Regions from separate parts of the Bos taurus genome. Here region 2 is linked to region 1. The links are chromatin contacts, called in public Hi-C maps. All regions are on one chromosome and are shown on one strand. Each heading gives the region's core, a stretch centred on a gene start, on an enhancer-like site or on the middle of the called end of the contact. The rest is flanking DNA. Distances are from core to core; before and after follow the strand shown.

The links. Hi-C and Micro-C count contacts between places; a contact is called where the count stands out from the background.
Region 2: a Hi-C map of blood shows a contact between it and region 1, with 3 times the contacts expected there. The contact joins two enhancer-like sites. A contact is called at or near these places in 3 of 11 Hi-C or Micro-C datasets (blood, liver and an unstated tissue).

Annotation. Positions count from the first base shown.
Region 1 is chr21:12,762,969-12,768,980 of ARS-UCD2.0, reverse strand. All of the region lies in intron 6 of MCTP2 (multiple C2 and transmembrane domain containing 2), which reads left to right. LOC132343329 (a long non-coding RNA gene) reads right to left here. Exons shown (of 2, transcript XR_009492091.1): 2 at 1-1,602. Among named protein-coding and RNA genes, the nearest start is that of MCTP2, 89 kb to the left of the region's middle. Within about 2 kb of position 2,625, at least 5 of the 102 cell types and tissues checked have an H3K27ac peak or open chromatin away from gene starts, as enhancers often do. A contact at or near this core is called in blood, where this site is marked.
Region 2 is chr21:12,897,794-12,903,805 of ARS-UCD2.0, reverse strand. No RefSeq gene overlaps it. Among named protein-coding and RNA genes, the nearest start is that of MCTP2, 46 kb to the right of the region's middle. Within about 2 kb of position 2,630, at least 10 of the 102 cell types and tissues checked have an H3K27ac peak or open chromatin away from gene starts, as enhancers often do. A contact at or near this core is called in blood, where this site is marked.

The DNA.
Region 1 (6,012 bases), core at 1,376-3,875:
GGCCATTGCGGCTCAGGGCTCATAGCATCACTGGGAGGTACACAGCTGTAGGGCTGAAGGCTCATGGTCATCTTCTTGCTGTGAGTTTCAGGCAGTGAAAATTCATGACTCATTCATTCATCCAGGAAATGGTTATATGCAGGTTAGGTAGACGAGGCCAGTTCTATTTTGTTTGTTTTTTAGAGCAGGATCAAGTACTTTTGTAAGGAAGAGAGCGTTGGAAGATCTCCCACTAGTGTGAAAAGTTGGCCTTGCAAAAGGGGTTCAATAAATTACTAAACTGCTTAAAATGTTCAAATGTCACCTGTGATTTGGTGACAAGTCATTTGGTTACCTCTGATTTGAATTCTGTTTATCTCTTGCAGTTTATCAGTTGTGGTCATTCAGTTGCTAAGTTGTATAACTCTTTGCAACCACATGGACTGTAGCATACCAGCCTTCCCTGTCTTTCACTATCTCCCAGAGTTTGCTCAAACTCAGGTCCATTCAGTTGGTGATGCCATCCAACCATCTCATCCTCTGTTGTCCCCCTTTCCTCCTATCCTCAGTCTTTCCCAGCATCAGGGTCTTTTCCAATGAGTCGGCTTTTCCCATCTGGTGGCCAAAGTATTGAAGCTTCAGCTTCAGTATCAGTCTTTCCGATGAATCTGTAGGCTGATTTTTATTTTTATGATTCTGCGTTTCTTCTTTAAAAAGGAAAGGATGCTCTTGTATTTGACCTGAAGAGAAACATGCTCCTCATCGCAGATGTGATTAGGGAATAGATGGGGTGCTTCTAGAACTCTGTGTCATGTACCGAGGAGCATCCCAGCAGGCGTGCTGTGAATGGGGTACCCTGAGGCTTCATCCCTCTGCCTCTGGGCAGCTCTGTTGGCTTGGACCAGCTCCTCAGCAGTCTCTTCTCTATACCCAGTGGTGTCCTTCAAAAGTGACCTTCTTGTACTAGGATGGAAAGTGTTGGGGGCACCGGAAAGCAGTTCAGAGTCATGGACTCTGGGCACCGACCATCTGAGTTTGGAAACCAGCTCAGACACCGTCCAGCCGTGACTGTGGGGCTGAACTTGGTGGGTGGGCGTGTGGGGGTGTGCGATGGGGCTGACGCAGCTGTGCACAGTGGCCGAGGGGGGCTGACGTAACCCATGTGCGGGACCATGAGCTATGACGGTTGCTGTGTCTGGTTCTAGTTATTTCTCTTTGGGTTTAATTTCTGTTTCCCTCTGAGAAAGGCAGTGACTTGTGGCATTGCTGCCAATGTTATTATGGCATTTCTTCCCAATTTCTCAATAATTTGACCCTCTTTTTGCATACCTTTTGCTTTTCTCTTTAGATTTGTACCCCTCGATGCCCTGCCTGCTGCCAATAGGGCAGATGGATGGTTCAGGGTGTTTTCCAAGACCAGTTCCTGCTTTCTTGCTGATGTGAAAGAGGGATGAAAGAATACTAGTTTCTAGTGGTGCAGTATTTGAGTCAGAACTCCCTTGTGGATTGATGGTTTTATTTTCTTCATCTTAAATGTGACTCAGAAAATATCCTTCAAGTTTCATAGCAACCAACATGGAAAACCTTGGTGTTGGAATGTTTCACTGAATCTTCTCCACTGACCTGATTTAAAAAAAAAAAAAACAAAAAAAACATTGAGTTCTAAAGTAAAATAGGATCTGGCTTCAAATAACTTGATTATTTGCTGTTGTTTTCTCCCATATGTTTTTCTGTATTATATAAATTTTTTACTTTGAAAAGAAATTAAACACTTAATAGTATACCCTTCTTTGTTTAGTTACTATTCCCGATTAGGCTGTCATTCCAGAGTTTAAGAAATAATGCTACCGTACACGTTGCTGTGTGTCAGACCGTATCTTTGCAGGTCATTTATTGCAGCAAAGTGGATAGTTTCGGTCACATGATCTGAACATTTCGAGGTTCTCTGTACAGAATTGCCAGTTTGCTCTTGAGAAACTCTCCTGTTTGGCTCACCCACCAGGGGCATGCAATTTATGCACTTCCCATTTCTCACCTACACTGTGTAGATTACCTCTGTTAGTTTTGAGAGAGAAGTATCGTCTTGGTTCTGTTTGTTTGTGTGAAGAAATTTGGTCCCTGAGATGTATCTGTTTAAGAGAGATTTGCTTCTCTTTTGTACACAACCAATTCCACCCATCTCTGTGACTAATTCGTGTGGTTTTTGGATATGTTCACAGATATTTTTCTAACTTGTCACTTGCCTTTTAATTTTGTTTACGAAGTTTTTGTTGCAAACATCTTTTCCAGTCTTACAATTTTATTCTGTTGAGTTTCATCCTTGGTTTTCGTACCTTGAAAGGCTTTTTCTCTCTTGGGAGAAATATGCAATTACCTATATTTAGTCTCTTTTCTGTCTGGTTTTTCCGTTTTTCCACTTATCTCTTTGTATCAGGTTTATTTTGATTTCTGGCCTAGAGTCAGAACTTAGTTTTACTTCTTTCCAAATGGCTGTTTAGTTAACTAGAACTAAATTTTCCTTTCCCTAATGGTTTGGTGGCCACCTTTTGATCGGGTCTTAAGATGCAGGCCACATGAGGGTCTGCTTCTTGGACTTCTCTTTGGTTCCTGTGGGTGTGTGGTCTTGTTCCAGTGCCAGCGCCACGTCGCAGTCGTACTGTATCGAAAGGTCACAGCGAGTTTTTTATTTTGCAAAAGTTAGGGCTTTGCTTCGCGTTGGAGTCCCTCCCCTGAACACCAGGTGGCAAGCCCTCATTGGTATATTTGAGTGGGAGGAACCAAGACACATCTGGCCAGCTTCTTCAAAAAGAGGCACATTCAGCAGCAAACTTGAAACTAGAATGATGCAAGCGCCCATCCTGAAATCCAGATAGCAGTTACATTTCCTCCACTTGGTGGGTTTTGGTAGCCTGCCCTGATCTCACCAGGATGGACTTCGCTTTCCCCCCTTTCCACTAAGATACAGGCTGGCATCGGTTGGCCGTCTTTGTCCCCACAGCTGTTAGTGTGTGTTAGTAGCTCAGTCGTGTCTGACTCTTTGCAACCCTGTGGACTGTAGCCTGCCAGGCTCCTCTGTCCGTGGGATTCTCCAGGCAAGAAGACTGCAGTGGGTTGCTGTGCTCTCCTCCAGGGGGTCTTCCTGACCCAGGGATTGAACCCGTGTCTCTCATGTCTCCTGCATTGGCAGGTGGGTTTTTTTTTACCACCAGACCACCTGGAAGCCCTCCCCGCCCATAGCCCTTAAGGGATTCTCACAACTAAGCTCTTCTCTGGAGGTTTTTCTTGCTGACGCTGTATCTTCCCGGGCTTCCCAGGTGGCTCGGTGGTGAAGAATCCACTTAACCAATTCAGGAGATGTGGGTTTGATCCCTGGGTCGGGAGGGTTCCCTGCCGAAGGAAAAGACAACCCACTCCACTCTTCTTACCTAGGAAATCCCATGGACAGAGGAGCCTTGCGGGCTACAGCCCATGGAGTCACAAAGAGTAGGACATGACTTAGCAACAAAACAACAACTGTATTCTCATTGGTTGATCAGAAGGTAGCCATCCTCCCCTGCTTTGGATGGTTAGTTACCTGTCCCTTCGGTGGGACCCCATCTCCATTTCTGTGAAGGATCCTGGAGTAAGACAGGCCTGCTTCCTGTGTCCACTGCTTGTAACAAACAGCCTTTCCACCTCCCCATCCAAAACCATTGACTTGAATATCTGATGCCTTCCGTTTGGTTGAATGGGATTTCTCTGTAAGGACTGGTTGGGTCTTTTTCATTCCCATACTGATGTAATATGTGCAACACGGCATGCTATGTTTTGAGTAGTTCTTGTTACTTCCTTTGTTGGGTTCTGATGTTGCTATGGTGAGTTCTGCTCAAGGGTGTGTGCATGGTTTGCACAGAGGCTGAAGTCCACAGAGGGTGTCTCTCCACGTGTCTGTGATTTTCCTTGTGGTTTAATTTGGATGTCGGCTATAGCGCTGGGCAGCTAATTCCATCATGCCATTACAACTTGGGTTTTTCCAGCATGCTGCATGTGAGGTGGGGAACATGATGGCCAATGGCGAGGGGTGTTATTCCAGAGACTGTCAGCATGTAACAAATTACCTGCAATCTCAGCAGCCCAGGACTGGTGAATGGATTTGCACGAAGCACCACAGGGATGGCTTGGCTTTGCTGCACATGGTCTGGGGTCTCACCTGGAAAACTTGAGATTTAGGGCGTGACTTGACTGCAGGGACTTCATTGTCCAAGGACTAAAACACCTGTTCACATGCGTGTTGGGGGCCTGAGGTGTATGCTTGGAAGAGAAGGGCTGTCACACACGAGGCCTGGCTTCCTCACAGCCCGATGCTCTCAAAATCTTCACCCTTCTTATGTCACAGCACGGGGCTCTAGACGTGAAGGTCCAGCGCACAGGGTGGCTGCCGTGTGACTTGTTACAGCGCAGTCTTGCAAGGAACACAGTGTTACTTTCACCTCCCTGCATTGGTTAAAGTGGTTGACCAGGTGATGGGGTGGGGCCTTGATGGGAGGAGTGTCAGAATTTCAGAAGTTATGCTTGGGGATTAAGTATGGCTGCACTTAAGTAGGGGCTTCTCTGGTGACTCAGATGACAAAGAATCTGCCTGCAATGCAGGATACCTGGGTTCAATCCCTGGTTTGGGAAGGGAATGGCTACCTGGAGAAGGGAATGGTGACCCACTCCAGTATTCTTGCCTGGAGAAGTCCATGGACAGAGGAGCCTGGCTGGGTTTGTCCATGGGGTCACAAAGAGTCGGACACATCCGAGTGACTAAAAAAATAAGTTAGAGTGAAATGGGTCTGGCACTAAGGCTTGGGTCTAGCAACTCACTCACCGTCCTCATCCTTACAATGGCAACATAAATGGTGTTTATTTCACAGCTTTTGGAGGATTCAGTGAGACCACCCCTACTGTAAATGTTGTTATACTGAACTTCAGCAGTGTTGTCCCTTTTCTGTAAAGGCTGGTGTCCATTTCATTAGACTTAAAATTATGCTTAAACAGTATTGTGAGCTGGGGACATTTCAAGTATTTTTATGAATAAAAAAAAGAATGTTAAGGCATCAGTAGCTGCAATATGCTTTGTCAGCGTGGGTTTCTGAAACACTGAGAGCTGATATACACAGAGATCTAGGAGGCTTGACCAGAGACCTCAGACAGCTGCACTGATTGCCTTTCCGGCTTACTCTTACTTCCTTTTGTACCCCCATGCTTTTAGTTCTGTTCACATTGATATATCCTGGCTCTTCTCTCCTGTTTTCTGTGTGGTCATGCCTTCTTCTATCTTTTACCCAGGTTCCCCCTATTTTGGTGTTACAGGGACAACTGTGCATGCTGTCTTTAAGCAGAAGTTTACATCTCTGCATGTTTCTGATCATGGGATCAAGAAGTGGGGTGCAGGCACCTCTTCCAGTGACCACTTCAGCAAGGGCCAACCTGTTCAGTAATCCATTTACCAAATGGCGCATTTACTGAATTTGTCAGCATATTGACAGTGTTTTTCTCCATCTGTTTATAAGATTTAGTGTATAAAGTTACTGGATGAAAACCTTTAAAAAAAAACTTTTGAAGGTCTCTGGGTCATATTAGTTAATTGGCTATGAAGACAAAGCCAAAACAACATCTTAAATAATACTGAATTTGTCTCAGGTCAAAAAAAAAAATGATAAAAAGAAACAGAAGTGACCCAGCTTACGCTGCAGATCCCAGAAAAGGGATGACCAAAAACAGAAAGAGAGAGACTGTTAGAGGTAACAGAGTTAGGGAGGGGCAGAGAGTAGGGAAAGCAGAGGAGTCTTGGGGTGGGGTGAGTCAGCTGAAGGAAGTTGGGGGCCCATGGTAGAGGGGGAGGATCTGAAGACCCCAAGAGGAGCTCGCTTTGCATAGCTCTCTTAATTCCCATTATTTATTCCATACGAACTTTATAAATAGTGAAAAATAGCAGGTTTGGTAAAACTTTACAAACAGTTAAAATAAGCCAGTTTTGGTAACAGTGGTGAATTGCGACCGTTGATCTCA
Region 2 (6,012 bases), core at 1,381-3,880, 130 kb before region 1:
TTATGGAAATACAAAAAAAAACCCCAAATACCCAAAACAAGCTTGAGAAAGAAGAACAGAGTTGGAAGAGTCACTGTCTCCCTGACGTTAGGCTGTACTACAAAGCTACAGTAATTAAAATGATATGGTATTGGCAAAAAAAACAGATACACAGATCAGTGGAACAGAAATAGCCCAGAAATAAACCAATACACTTATGGTCAATTAGTATACAACAACAGGAATCAAGAATATAATGGAGAAAAGACGGTCTTTTCTTTTCAGTCCCAGGGGTGCTGGAAAATTGGACAGCTCCATGTAGAAGGGTGAAACTAGAACATTCTCTAACACTATGTACAAAAATGGATTGAAGATCTAAATGTAAGACTATATACTGTAAAACTAGAGGAAAACCATAAGCAGAATTCTCTTTGACATAAATCACAGCAGTATCATTTTTGATCCATCTCCTAAGGTAAAGGAAACAAAAGCATAAATAAACAAATGGAATCTAATTAAACTTAAAAGATTTTGCAGAGGAAAGGAAAAAAAAAAAAAACCTACCGAAAAGGAGAAATATTTGCAAGTGATTTGGTTAATAAAGGATTATATCCAACAGATATAAACAGGTCACATAACTCAATACCAAAAACATCAAAGAACAAACAACTTAACTGAAAAAATGGGCAGAATTAAATAACATTTTCCCAAAGAGGAAATGCAGATGGACAACAGGCATGCGAAAAGGTGTTCAATAACACTTGTCATCAGTGAAGTGCAAATCAAAACCACAAGATACCACCTCACACCAGTCAGAATGGCTATCATCAAAAAGAACACAAATAACAAATGTTGGTAGGAGGTGGAGGAAAGGGAATCCTTATACACTGTTGATGAGAATGGGAATTGGGACAGTCCAGGTGGAAGACAGTATGGAGGTTTCTCAAAAAATTAAAAACCAGAACTACTCTTTGATCCAAGAAGTCCACTCCTGGGTAGATACCTGAAAGAAACAAAAACCACTAATTTGAAAAGATACATGTACTTCCATGTTTATAGCAGCATTTACAATTCCCAAGGTACAGAATCAACCTAAGTGTCCATCAACAGATGAATAGGTGGAAAATAATGTGATCTATATATGCATATGTATGTGTGTATATACACACACACACACACACACACACAATGAAATACTACTCAGACTGAATGGAAAAAGAATGACATTTTGCATTTTCAGCAACATGGATAGATTTGAAAGACATTATACTAAGTGAAATAAGTCAGGTGGAGAAAGACAGATATGAGGGTATCAAGCAGATATCACTTGTATGTGGGATCTAAAATATACAACCAGCTAGTGAATAAAACAAAAACGCAGACTCACATAGAGAACAAACTGGTGGTTACCTGTGGGGAGAGGGAAGGGGGCAGGGAAAAAACAGGGGGAAGCGGAAAAAGAAAGGTTATTATGGGATTGTATAAATTATGTTGAAACTTTTAAAAATTGTAAGTTACTATAGAATTTAAAGCATCTTTCATTCAATTAAAAATAAACAATAAAAACAAACATTTTAAAAAGTGAAGCAGAGAAAAAATAGATAACATGGTTCATTTTATGTTGTGTTTTTTAACCACAATTTTAGCAATAAAAATAAAGCAATGGGAGGCAAGTGGTGGGGAGTTAAATATTAGCTCTGTTTTTGACAAATGACTTTACCTTTTTTTTTTGGTTTCATTTTTCTTACTTATTGAGGAAACTGATCTAAATAACCTTTAAGGTCCTTTCCAGTTCTAAAACCCAGTTTCATAGCTGTGGGGGACTATTTTATCCGTTGACTTGGAATAAAACAAAGTCCTCTATAATACAAAATGTTGGCCTCCTTATCTTCCCAAAAATCCCTCTACAATGCCCAATAGTATCGATGAGATAGTCTATTCACACTTAGTGCTTAGTAATAAGCTTCCCACAAAGTAATTCATGCTGGAATAAGCTTCCCACAAAGTAATTCATGCTGGATGATAATTTGAACAAGGATAGAGTTTATCTTAAGGTAAATGAGTACCTAATTATTAAATATTCCTATCATGGTCATTATATTTTTGATCATGAATCTTTATTGCCTTGAGGAAGAAAAATTAGAGCAAAGTTCATCAGGAAAAAAGATATAATTATTTTAGAAATTATCCTAATGTCAAATGAAGACAAAGAAGAAGTGATAGAGAGATGAAAAGGAAGAGAGAGGAGCAATGTTGAAGGTGAAGACTGGTGGGCTTTAGGAATGCACCAGAGGTGCTTCTGAGACTTCAGTACAAATGGATTAGAGTAACAATGATACCGTGAATATTTGTAGAAAGGATGGAACCTATGTTGAAATACACAAATGAGAGCTTGGATCCAGAGATAAAGACATCCTGATGAGACAGAATGGTTTCAGATGGAGCTGAGACAGAATGAGGAACGGCCAGGCTTGGGCTGAGCCTTGGAGTGTGGCTGCAGTTAGCCTAAGTCATTACATTTGCAACAGGTCCTTTAGATGATATACAAGTCAATAAATAAGGAAGTTTGTGAAGACTGAAGAATAGGCCCTGAGATGGATGTAAACAGGAAGGATGAGGAAGTGGTGAGGACAGAGGAACAAGGCCAAAGAGGCAGAAAAATGAAAGTGAAAGGCTTAGTTGCTTCATCGCGTCTGACTCTTTGTGAAAACGGCAACCTACTCCACTGTTCTTGCCTGGGAAATCCCATGGACAGAGGAGCCTGGAGGGCCACAGTCCATGGGGTCGAAAAAGCGTCAGAGACGACTTAGCAGCTAAACAGGACTTAGCAGCTAAACAGTAACAACAACAACATTAGGAAAGAAAGATGTGAGGATAAATGTTAAAGGAGAATTTATGAGCCAAACATATTACTAAAAATTAGCTAACACGCAAACAGCAGTGCATTTGGAAGAACTGGGGGCAACTATCAAAATTCACAGGAAGATCAGACAGCTAGGCTCAGAAAAGGGCTGAGCCAAGGGAGATTGGTTTCACACCACAGAATGAACTTAGGTTAGACCACCACTGCTGGTGTGGCTGCCACTGGACACTCACAGTAACAGCACAGGTGTCATCCTTCCACACTTACCAACAACTCAAAACTGTGAAACCCGCAACTCTTGTCCCATGACTCAAAAGCCTGGTGGCACGTATCTCATGGCTAAACCTCCATCACCTCACTCCCTCATTGCCGGGAATGTAAACGTACTTGACTCTCCTGCTTCGGCAGTCAGAGCTGAGGCATACTCAGTGTCCTACCAGGACACCCAGGGTGAAAAATCCCCTCAAATTGTAAGGCTCTTACAGCCAGTAGTAGCCAAGAGAAGAGAAACACATCCCCCGCACGTCCGTCACCTTACCACCTTCCAGACCTGCAGTTCGAAAGCCAAAGCAGAACAAAGCACACAAAGGCAAAAGGCCTCTGCCTAACTTAAAGCCAACTCACCCTTGTACAACTGAAAGTATTCTGCTCTCCAGACCAAGTCAATAAAATCTCTCCTTTTTAATCACGCTCCACTCCCCAAGGCCCCTGGCTAATATCTATTCCTTTCATTTTGGTTTTGTAGCAATTCGATTCTGATGTATTGAAAACCGCAAAATAATGACTGTGAGTGGAAAAAAAAAAATGTTCCCTGCCATATCAGTACACAAAAGATGTTGCAGCCCTCAAGCTATCGCATTGAAGTGGCCTGATGGTGAGCCCTGAAGGAACTCAGGGCAGAAACAGGATGTCTGCTGTCACGCCATCAGCCGTGGTACCACCCCCAAGGGTACACTCCAGGGAGACTCATGATGGGAAAAACACAGGATACTGGCCCCAGATAGTTGCTGCTGCTGCTGCTGCTGCTAAGTCACCTCAGTCGTGTCCGACACCGTGTGACCCCAGAGACGGCAGCCCACCAGGCTCCCCCATCCCTGGGATTCTCCAGGCAAGAACACTGGAGTGGGTTGCCATTTCCTTCTCCAATGCAGGAAAGTGAAAAGTCAAAGTGAAGTCGCTCAGTCGTGTCCGACTCTTCGCGACCCCATGGACTGCAGCCTACCAGGCTCCTCCGTCCATGGGATTTTCCAGGCAAGAGTACTGGATTGGGGTGTCATCGCCTTCTCCCAGATAGTTGAGGTGCTATCAAAGGAACGATTTCAGTGAGCCCAAACTATCGTATCTTCCCATGTGTAGGAAAGCACTAAGTTCACTAACTTGAGATGACTAATTTTCTACGATTAACATGTTAAGATGTTCTGACTACCTGATTTTTGCTGCAAAAATTGTTATATATATCCTGGCTCAACAATTACCTCTTCAGAATGTCCCAGACTTAAGTCCTCAGTTTTGTCTGAGGAATAAAACAAATAAAACATAATTGTCAAACTTTTAGATTGTACTTTTTTTTTTCAGTCAACATTACAAATGTATATGCAATCTTGATGGAAAGAGACAAAAATAAGGAAGTTAGTTGAAATATTTACATGATAAAATGAGGAAGGAAATTCTGGGTAATGACTCCAGGCATTTTCTCTGCAACAGGTCTGTGATGTGTGTATGTGAAAGTCACTCAATTGTGTCCGACTCTTGGTGACCCCAGATAGTCCATGGAGTTCTCCAGGCCAGAATACTGGAGAGGGTTGCCATTCCCTTCTTTAGAGGATCTTCCCAACCCAGGGATTGAACCCAGGCCTTTTGCATTGCAGGCAGATTCCTTACCAGCTGAGCCACCAGGGAAGCCCAAGAATACTGGAGTGAGTAGCCTAGCCCTTCTCCAGTGCATCTACCCGACCCAGGAATCCAATCGGGGTCTCCTGCATTGCAGGCGGATTCCTTACCGAATATTAATGGCTTACCTATGCCACAGCTCACTGCTCCATGTCTTTGCTACTTTCTGCCACACTTTGGTATCTGGAGTGACTCAAAATGTCACAAGTAAGTATTTTAGTGCCTAGGAGTCCTGCATGTGTAGAGTTACAACAGTCCTTCAACTGTCTTTCACTAACTTTTTCACTCTCTTTAAAAAAAAAAAACAAAATACTTCAGTTATGCTTTGGATAAGAACAGAGAAGAGATTACATGATATTAAATAAGCCCCACTGTATAATTATAAAATGATATCCTTTACCATGGGGCTTCCCTGGTGGCTCAGACAGTAAAGAATCACACTGTAAGATTTTAATTATAAGCCAGCCTATTCCTGATTTCTTCAGGAAGGCTTACGTAACATAAAATTATAAAAAAAGATGGCTGTATTCCCAGTAAGTAATTTAAATCCCCACTCAAATTCTACACAAGTGGTCCCAACTATTTATTATCAAAATAAATGCTTTTAACAAAAGCATGTTTAATAACAAATAGAGATAACTCCATAGCCTTAAACCAAACCTTGGTTTTACCTAGGTAGATAGTGAATCATATTTGCTTTGCTCTGATTAAACTGTTTTCTATTCAGAGTAGTCTCTTGATGAAAGTGAAAGAGGAGAGTGAAAAAGTTGGCTTAAAGGTCAATATTCAGAAAACTAAGATCATGGCATCCAGTTCCATCACTTCATGGCAAATAGATGGGGAAACAGTGGAAACCGTGGCTGACTTTATTTTTGGGGGCTCCAAAATCACGGAAGATGGTGACTGCAGCCATGAAATTAAAAGACACTTACTCCTTGGAAGGAAAGTTATGACCAACCTAGACAGCATATTCAAAAGCAGAGACGTTACTTTGCCGACAAAGGTCTGTCTAGCCAAGGCTATGGTTTTTTCAGTGGTCATGTGTGGATGTGAGAGTTGGACTGTAAAGAAAGCTGAGTGCTGAAGAATTGATGCTTTTGAACTGTGGTGTTGGGGAAGACTCTTGAGAGTCCCTTGGGCTGCAAGGAGATCCAACCAGTCCATCCTAAGCGAGATCAGTCCTGGGTATTCATTGGAATGACTGATGCTGAAGCTGAAACTCTAATACTCTGGCCACCTGATGCAAAGAACTGACTCATTGGAAAAGACCCTGATGCTGG